Linked DNA regions of Mus musculus: region 2 is linked to region 1. A link is a contact called in public promoter capture Hi-C data. All regions are on one chromosome and are shown on one strand. Each heading gives the region's core, a stretch centred on a gene start, on an enhancer-like site or on the middle of the called end of the contact. The rest is flanking DNA. Distances are from core to core; before and after follow the strand shown. Region 1 holds the start of Ezh1 (enhancer of zeste 1 polycomb repressive complex 2 subunit). Region 2 holds the start of Aoc2 (amine oxidase, copper containing 2 (retina-specific)).

Region 1 (4,576 bases), core at 205-2,704:
AGGCCTGCCTGGTGTACAGGGAGAGTTCAAAGATAGCCAGGTGCTATGCAGAGACCAAAATCAACAAAAATATTCATTGGGCTGAAGATTTCTTATTCTGAGATATCATGTAGCAAATGTACCCCAAAAGTCTCTACATTTTCAATGTCCTCCCTGTACATATCCAATTCTTTGTGATCCTTGGCTCTGTTTCCCAAGGCATAGGTTCCATACTTTGGCTAATCAGTTTACCCACACCTCCAACACTAACCTCCATCTAATCTATTTCCATTCTCTTCCTTGTGCCCCACCACCTACATCATCTCAGTGGTCACTTTGACCAAAGTAAGCTCGTCCCACATGGTGAAAAGCCTGCTCAGCGGTTAAGAACACTTGTTGCTCTTGCAAACAACAAGGACTGGCTCAGTTCCCTGCTCCCACATGGTGGTATGTAAGCATCCTTAACTCTAGTACCAAGGGATTCGATGTCCCTGGAACCATCCATACATAGAGTGCACACACATTAAAAACAAACAAACAAACAACAACAACAACAACAAAAACCCAAACAACTAAATCTTAACAATTCTCGCCAGGCGTGGTGGTGCACTCCTTTAATCCCAGCACTGGGAGTCAGAGGCAGGCGGATTTCTGAGTTCGAGGCCAGCCTGGTCTACAGAGTGAGTTCCAGGACAGTCAGGCTACACAGAGAAACCCTGTCTCGAAACACGCCCCCAAAAAAAATTCTCTTAAAGCTTTGTCTCACATCTACTTCCTGACAAGTTATGTCCCAAATATAGCACCTTCCCTTTTACTTCGGGATGCGTTCATTTACATATCGTTTCTGGGAATTCTGGGGACGGGAGAGACAGTCACAGTTTGAAGACAAATCCTCACTCAAACCCGGAACTAAAGTGAGGCGAGTTAGACCAGCGACAAGGTCCGGGAGCAAAATGTTGAGGAGGTGCCGCGCGACCCCGGGAATCTCGACCCTGACACTTGGGCGTCTTAAGAACCTCTCACACTTGGCGGGCATCTCGGCCTGGCCACCCCTTCCTCAACATCACTCAAAGCCTCTGCGAGCCCGAGCCACCCGGGCCTCTGGCCCTCCCGCTTACAAGAGTCAGGGTCCCCTGGCAGACGCCAAGGCCCACCCACGTTGGCACGGGCCACCAGCCGGGTCCGCCCCCGCCGCGCCCCCTCCGCCACGCGGCCCCCCGCAGCTCGCACGCGCTGTCGCCCCGGGTCCCACCACACTCGGGACGACAGGCTTCGCGCTACCCCGGGTCAGGCAATGGTGTGGCCCTCAGTTTCCTCATTTCTTCGCCTCCCCAGCCCTGAGGTTCAAGCGTCACGCCAAGCCCAGGCCCGGCCCCACCGCCCAGCCCCGTCTTGTTTACTCACTCACCCTCCATCCTGAGACGCAGCCACCCGCCACTAGGACGCCTGCGCGCTACGGCCACGCCCCTGCGCCGCGGCCACGCCCCGCGCCTCCCCTCCGTGCGCGTGCGCACTCTGAGGGTGGATCACCTGGGCTGCGGTCTTCGCAGGTGTGTGTTTTCGCTAAGGTGATGTAGCTCTAGTCCGACACTTTCCTAGGTGGCGCTGTCAGAGAAAAGTCATCCTGGAGCCACAGATCTCTTCTTGAAGACTTTATTCAGCAGCGCACCATTGCCAACCGTGTTTAGACAACTTACAAGTCAAATTTTGGAAGACAGCCTGCCTCTGCCTCCCAAGTGCTGGGATCAAAGGTGTGCGCCACCACGCCCGGCTTGAGAATATTGTTTTAATATTTATTTATTTATTTATTATATGTAAGTACACTGTAGCTGTCTTCAGACACCCCAGAAGAGGGCATCAGATATCATTACGGATGGTTGTGAGCCATCATGTGGTTGCTGGGATTTGAACTCACGACCTTCAGAAAAGCAGTCGGCGCTCTTAACCGCTGAGCCATCTCTCCAGCCCTCGAGAATATTTTTTAAACCTCTCCACAAGATACTTAATATTACAAAAAGGGAATAGTAACTATAGAGGCAAGAAATATCCATCATCAGAAACGAACAGGTTCTTTTTTTCAAAATATTTTATTATTTATTTATTTGCGTATGTGTGTTTTAATACATGCTATGGTGGTTTTTGGTTTTGGTTTTTTGTTTTTTTGGGGGGGGTGGTTTTTCGTTTTCGTTTTGTTTTTGTTTTTTTCGAGACAGGGTTTCTCTGTGTAGCACTGGCTGTCCTGGAACTCATTTTGTAGACCAGGCTGGCCTCAAACTCGGAAATCTGCCTGCCTCTGCCTCCCAAGTGCTGGGATTAAAGGCATGCACCACCACTCCCCGGACTTTTAGTTATTTTTTAACGATGCATTTGTTTGTTTTAGTGTGTGTGTGTGTGTGTGTGTGTGTGTGTGTGTGTGTGCCTGGGTGTATGTATCTGTACCATGTGTTTGTGGGCATACTTGGAGGCCAAAAGAGGCCATCAGATCCCCTGGGACTGGAGTTGCTAACCGTAGTGAGGTACCATGTAGGTGCTGAAGATCAAATCTTGGTCCTTTTTAAAGTCGCCTTTGTTCTTATCCACTGTACCATCTCTCCAGCCTCCACTATTCTTTTCCTTTTATCAAAAACTTTGGAGGTAGGTATAGTGGTGGCACACATCTTTAATCCCAGCACTTTGGAGGCAGAGGCAGAGGCAGGTGTCTGCAGAAAAGGGACTGAGGTGCATATTTTACATATCAAAGTGGACCTGGCCTCCAAGTTCTCCCAGCAACCCTTCAGTTCCTACCTGGCATACCCTGCCCCCAACCCTGAACTTTCCAGCCCAGGGGCTGGGCTGCTGTTTCTCCAGAGAGGTTCTTCCCTGTATAATCCAGACATTTCTCATGCTGGCGCTATCCGGCTCTGCTCGCGCGCTCAATCTCTCTCTCTCTCTCTCTCTCTCTCTCTCTCTCTCTCTCTCTCCTCCCTCCCTTTCTCTTTTCCTTTCTCTCTTTCCCTCTTCCTCCCTAGCCCCACTTCCCCATGGCAACTCCCCTAGCCACAATCCTTGAGGGCAGAGAGCAGCTTCCTAACAAAACTGCCTTTAATTAATATAATCTGGCTTGAATTGGCTCATTTCACCGGCAGCAGAGAAATAACCTATCAATAGGTAGGTAGATTTTTATGAGTTCGAGGCCAGCCTGGTCTACAGTTAGTTCCAGGACAGCCAGAGCTACATAATGAAACTCTGTCTCAATAAATGAATACAGAAAGGAAGGAGGGATGGGAGGAAGGGAGGGAGGGAAGGACAGAAGAAAGAAAAGAAAAAGAGAGAGAGGAAAACCAACCTTTGGGTTTCTAGGCCAATGAGCTGGCTCAAAGTAAAGGTGCTTTCTGTGCAAGCCTGGTGACCTGGTGACCTAGGCTTAATCCCCACAATCTACACAAAAGTGAAAGGAGAAAAGCAACTCTACAAAGTTAATCCTGGGACCTCAAAAGTGGCCATGGCACTCCCACCCACCCACGCACACCCACTGCTGCTGCTGCTGCTAGTAGTAGTAATAATAATGATAATAATAAATTTAAGCCGGACGTGGTGGCACATTCCTTTAATCCCAACATTTGGGAGGCAGAGGCAGGTGTATTTCTGAGTTCGAGGCCAGCCTGGTCTACAAAGTGAGTTCCAGGACAGCCAGGGCTACACAGAGAAACCCTGTCTCAAAAAACCAAAAAAAAAAAATAATAATAATAATAATAATAATAATAATAATAAGTTTAAAAGCAAAAAAGCCATTTTATTGTTTTCCTCTTGTATCTATTTGTCCAATAACCAATTAACTTAAGTATTCCTTTATGCTGTTTTGGGTCTTTTTTCTTCTCTGTAACCTTGGCTGTCCTGGAGCTCACTCTGTAGACCAGACTAGCCTCAAATTCAGAGATCTGCCTTCCTCTTGCCTTCCAAGTACTGAGATTAAAGGTATGTGCCACCATTGCTCGGCATTCCCTTATAATGTTTAATCAATCTAAGGGACAGCCTGGGCTTTCGGCGTTGTAAAAACATTTGAAGTAATTATAGAATGTAGCCAAGTTTGAGACCCACTGCATTGCATTTATAATTAGTGAAGTGTTGCCAGAGACAGAATCTCTGAAGTGATAGAAATAAGATTGAGCCAAAGGTGCAAGAACACAGGCAGAGGTTTCCTGGATTTCAGTTCAGGAGCAGAAAGGTCTCAGCACTGACCAAAGAGATCAGACATTTTCCCCAACAAAGAGGAATAAGCTTCTATTGATTCACTGGGGTGGGCTAAAGGGCCAGCCTCACCTTGCCTGGAGAAGGTCAGGTGCTTGACCGGATACAACTGCGACAAAAACATGAGACTGAGGTCAAAGAAATCACACACCAAGCTTTTAACAGGGAGAATGCTGAGCTAGGGGCCCTAGCTTCTTTGCCTTCTATCCTCTTGTGGCAATACCTGACTTTCTCAAAATAATGTGTGTTATCTACAGAGAGGTTGAGAAGATCTGAATATCCGAGAGACATAGTGAGAGATTTGGGAACCACCAACAGGCTGATAACTGAAGCCAAGGGAGGGGACCCGGCCTTGGGAGGTGTGCCAAGT
Region 2 (4,555 bases), core at 1,638-4,137, 99 kb after region 1:
CCCTTCTCTCCCCCTTCCCCTGTTTTAGGTTTTGTATTTTCTTCCTTTTGATGATTAGTTGGTTAAAAGCTGGAGGAACTATAGGGAAAGTGTTAGGTGTCTTTTAGGAACAGGGGGAGTGGAGGTGGAAGGGACATCTCTTGTCACAAGGCTAGTGTCTCGTTTCTGTGGGACTTTGGGTCCTCCTTGCCTGCCCAGGTGATGCCTTAGGGCTTCCCACCTACATCCATCCCGCTCTGAGCCTGACTGTGGCGAGGGGTCCCCTAGACCTTCACCTGCATCCCTGCAGCTTCTTTGGATGTTTTTATAACTGGGGTTTTCACATACACATGTGTACACATGTAAACACGCATAGGGACATGCATACATGCTTCCTGCTCCATTATAGAACATACCTTCCTTCCTGCACCACCACTCCCTCAAGCCCTTCACATACAAACATCTCAGCAGGTGATAGTTGTCTTAGTCATCCACCCAGGCAAAAGTCCCAGGCCCACCCTCTTCTGATAATGTAGCAGTTGGTGCCAGGGTAAGCTGAAGGAGAACCGAGAGCCGAGCAGCAGAGGGCTCATGAAGGCCTTCCCTCTGTGGCTCAGGTTCTTTTTGGTGTTATGCAAAAGCTGGTCCTCTGGCCCGCACTTGTCTTCTCCTAGGCCAGCATGTGCGCTGGCTGGGGAGCGGCCGGCTGTGAGGTGCAGAGGCTGCTGCTCCTCGCTGTGCTTTCCCTTTGGGAAATGTTTCTCGTATTTATAGTATTGTGCTTCCAGGGAAAGCAGTAATTCATGTGTATACGTGTGTGTGTGTGCACATACACACGTGCACATGTGTGTGTGTGTTCGTGTGTGTGTGTTAATATGCTGCGAAGGTCAAACCCATAGAAGAGTTGCCTCCTCTCTTGAATCTTCCAGAGGTACCACTTGTTAAAGCGTTTGTATTAATCGCACTAGCCCCCAGCTTTTTAAGTGAGAGTTGGTCTCTGCAATTAGCCTGCCAGTGACTGACTCTCAGTGTCTATTTGACTTTTATTCCTCTCCGTCTTCCAATCCCAAATCATATTTCCACCTGGGATGCATCACTTTCACTCCCAGCATTCTGTAGGAAAGGAGGCGGGATGCGGGATGCTCTCTTCCCAAGAATAGTGCTCAGTAACAAACCAATCGCATTTTCGTTGGGCAGTGCACCTATCCACCCTCAGATCCCTTCCAGCTGAGCCCCTCCCCTCCCCCCACCATGTGTTTCTTGGTTTTCCTTTTGTTTGATTGTCCCTCTGCCCCTCCTTCCTTGGATTGTAATGTAAAATTCTTTTACCATGTCAAGAAATTATTAAAAATACAGGTACTTTGACCTCTTTCTAAAGCTGCAGACCCTGGTGCTGTACTCTGGTGACTGAGGGACATAAGGGTCACACATGAGCATTCAGACACCCATCTTCACAGACACTCTGGCTAGCCTGTCGTGTGTGAACTTACTAGTTGAACCTTCATTCCTCTTCACAGTGCAAGAACTAATGGGAGGTGGTTCCTGCTGTGTGTTGACGCTCAATTGTGTGAAAGCTGCCTGTCTTCACCAGATTCCAGGTCCTTCCTGGTGATACCCTGAGCTGCCAGCAGAGGCTGCTGTGGTTATGTGTGGGACCAGCAGCTCGGGCTGACCCTGTCGATCCAGTCCTTTTCCTCCATACCAGCTTGCCTCTACATACATACATACATTCATACATACATACTTACTTCATACATACTTTTTTGAGGGAACTCCTGGTATTGGTTTATACTGACCCACAGTGCTCATAAGAGGCTTACATCCCTCTAAAATAACATGTCCTCACTTCCCTCCTGACAGTGAGACTCTTCATTGTCTATAGAGGTTTAAGGTCCCAGTAGGGGAGGGGCATCTACTCTATTCTATCCCAGAGTTTAGAGCCACTAGCTACCTGCTCTGCCTGCCTGCCTCCCTCCCTCCCTCCAGGGTTACTAAGCACTTGCTGTGTAAGGCTACATTTTAATCAAAAGCACTCCACAGAATACTTTTATGCTTTTTATATATTTATTCGGTTTTTTTGTTTGTTTTTTAAAGACCCTTCTCTGTGTAGCCTTGGCTGTCCTAGGACCGCTCTAAAGACCAGGCTGGCCTCAAACTCAACAGATCGGCTTGTCTCCTGAGTGCTGGGATTGAAGGCATATAGTACCTCTCCCTGGCTATGCTTTTTATTTTTTAAGGCAGGGTATCACCTAGGTTGACCTATAATTCACTCATGTAGCTTAGTTGAACTCTCAGCACTCCTCTTGAGTGTTGGTATTATCAGTATAAATGACCATGCCTCATGCGCCTTCATAGGGAAGAAATTCAGGATATGTAGCCCCTTTAAGGCTACATAACTTGGACTGGATCATTGTATAGACCTAAACACAGCTCAACCTCAACCAGTCGTCTCTCTGACTGGATAGAGTAAGGCCTGGGTCTCCCAAGTCAGGCACTCATTAGGTCCCAGGTAGAGCTGACTGCTCATTGCTGAGTTGGGCGGTGGGTCTGGGAACTGGGAATGTAATTCTGCTAAGAGGTGTTTTGTTAGTACTTGTGTGTTAGACAGGGAAAGGAAGGAGTGTGTATCGAAACTGCCTTCTCAGGTAGTTCAGCTCCATTACCCACCCCATCCCTCTCACCTGTTCTAAATGATGACACGTAGTAGTTAGTGACCATTGGCAGTCAAAGTTTAGGGACAGGAGCAAGCTATGTAATGTCTTGAGCCAGAGCACAAGACAGAAAATTGGAACAGAACTACATAAAGCACGATCAGAGATTTCCTGTCCAGCCCACAGGGTGGAGTTTAGTCCATTCCTCTCCATCATCCTGAATATAAGCCTGCCACAATGTCAGACACCGATGAGCTCTCAGGACGGGGGGAGCTTCAGTGCCAGCCATGAATCTCAAGGTGCTGCTGCTGCTTCTGGGGCTGTCTTTCCTCACTGTCTTTGCTCTGGTCTATGTCCTGCTGACCAGGCAAGGCAGTTTCAGCCAGTCTCCTCGATGCCCTTCCATACCTCCCAGAATTCATCCCTGGACACACCCTAGCCAGAGCCAGCTGTTTGCAGACCTGACCCCAGAGGAGCTGACAGCTGTGATGAGCTTCCTGACCAAGCACCTGGGGCCGGGGCTGGTGGATGCAGCCCAGGCTCGACCCTCGGACAACTGTGTCTTCTCAGTAGAGTTGCAGCTGCCTGCCAAGGCTGCAGCCCTGGCCCACCTGGACAGAGGGGGGCCCCCACCTGTGCGAGAGGCACTAGCCATCATCTTCTTTGGTGGACAACCCAAGCCCAACGTGAGTGAGCTGGTGGTGGGGCCCCTGCCTCACCCCTCCTACATGCGGGATGTGACTGTGGAGCGCCACGGCGGCCCCCTGCCCTATTATCGGCGCCCCATGCAGAAAACTGAGTTTGTTCAGATATGGAGGCATTTGAAAGAAGTGGAGCTACCAAAGGCACCCACCTTTCTGGCTTCTGTCTTGAACTACAATGGCTCCACCTTGGCACCTTTGCATTCTACTGCTAGTGGTTTCCATGCAGGCGATCGAGCTACCTGGATAGCCCTCTACCATAACATCTCAGGTCTTGGAGTGTTCCTTCACCCTGTGGGGCTGGAGCTACTGTTGGACCACGGGGCCCTGGACCCTGCCGACTGGGTAGTCCAACAGGTCTTCTACCTTGGGCATTACTATGCAGACTTGGCCCAGTTGGAATGGGAGTTTAAAGTTGGCCGCCTAGAAGTGATTCGGGTCCCTCTACCCACACCAGGTGGAGCTTCCTCCTTGAGGCCTAGAGTCACTCCAGACCCTCCTCTTCCCCCTCTTCAGTTCTCACTTCAGGGTCCCCAGTATAACATACAGGGAAACTCAGTGACATCTCCCCTCTGGACATTTACCTTTGGTCATGGGGTGTTCAGTGGCTTAAGAATTTTTGATATTCGGTTCAAGGGTGAGCGTGTGGCTTATGAAGTCAGTGTCCAGGAGTGTCTGACAGTTTATGGTGCTGATTCCCCCAAAACAATGACGATCCGGTACTTGGACAGCAGCTATGGGCTTGGTCTCAACAGCCGAGCTTTGGTTCGGGGGGTGGATTGCCCCTATCAAGCCACAATGGTGGACATCCATGTACTGGTGGGCACGGGGTCAGTCCAGCTGCTTCCAGGGGCTGTGTGTGTATTTGAGGAGGCCCAGGGACTGCCCCTTCGAAGGCATCATAATGGCATCGGGGGTCATTTCTATGGTGGTTTGGCCAGCTCAAGCCTTGTGGTCAGGTCGGTGTCATCAGTGGGCAACTATGATTACATCTGGGACTTTATGCTACACCCAACCGGGGCCCTTGAAGCTCGTGTCCATGCCACGGGCTATATCAACACAGCCTTCATGAGTGGAGGAGCTGAAAGTCTCCTCTTTGGGAACCGTGTGGGAGAAAGAGTGCTGGGAGCGGTGCATACACACGCTTTCCACTTCAAACTGGACCTTGATGTAGCAGGTGAGTTCTTAGCCTGAGCCTTGAAGGCTGGGAATGGGGCACAGGGC

The links. Promoter capture Hi-C pulls out the DNA fragments that hold promoters and counts their contacts.
Region 2: a promoter capture Hi-C map of fetal liver shows a contact between it and region 1, with 2.8 times the contacts expected there. The contact joins the promoter of Aoc2 here to the promoter of Ezh1 in region 1. A contact is called at or near these places in 11 of 39 promoter capture datasets (the C10 cell line, the HPC-7 cell line, cranial neural crest and 8 more), 1 of 15 datasets of contacts at CTCF or cohesin (the NIH/3T3 cell line), 5 of 484 Hi-C or Micro-C datasets (embryonic fibroblasts, embryonic stem cells, forebrain and 2 more), 22 of 115 datasets of contacts at active chromatin or transcription factors (the 230-238 cell line, CD8 T cells, the NIH/3T3 cell line and 18 more) and 4 of 9 other capture datasets (adipose tissue, liver, macrophages and 1 more).

What each region holds. Positions count from the first base shown.
Region 1 is chr11:101,225,009-101,229,584 of GRCm38.p6, forward strand. Ezh1 (enhancer of zeste 1 polycomb repressive complex 2 subunit) reads right to left here and starts at 1,455. Exons shown (of 21, transcript NM_007970.3): 1 at 1,388-1,455.
Region 2 is chr11:101,322,176-101,326,730 of GRCm38.p6, forward strand. Aoc2 (amine oxidase, copper containing 2 (retina-specific)) reads left to right here and starts at 2,888. Exons shown (of 4, transcript NM_178932.1): 1 at 2,888-4,508. The coding sequence starts at 2,918. It overlaps Psme3 (proteaseome (prosome, macropain) activator subunit 3 (PA28 gamma, Ki)), which reads left to right. Exons shown (of 11, transcript NM_011192.4): 11 at 1-1,362.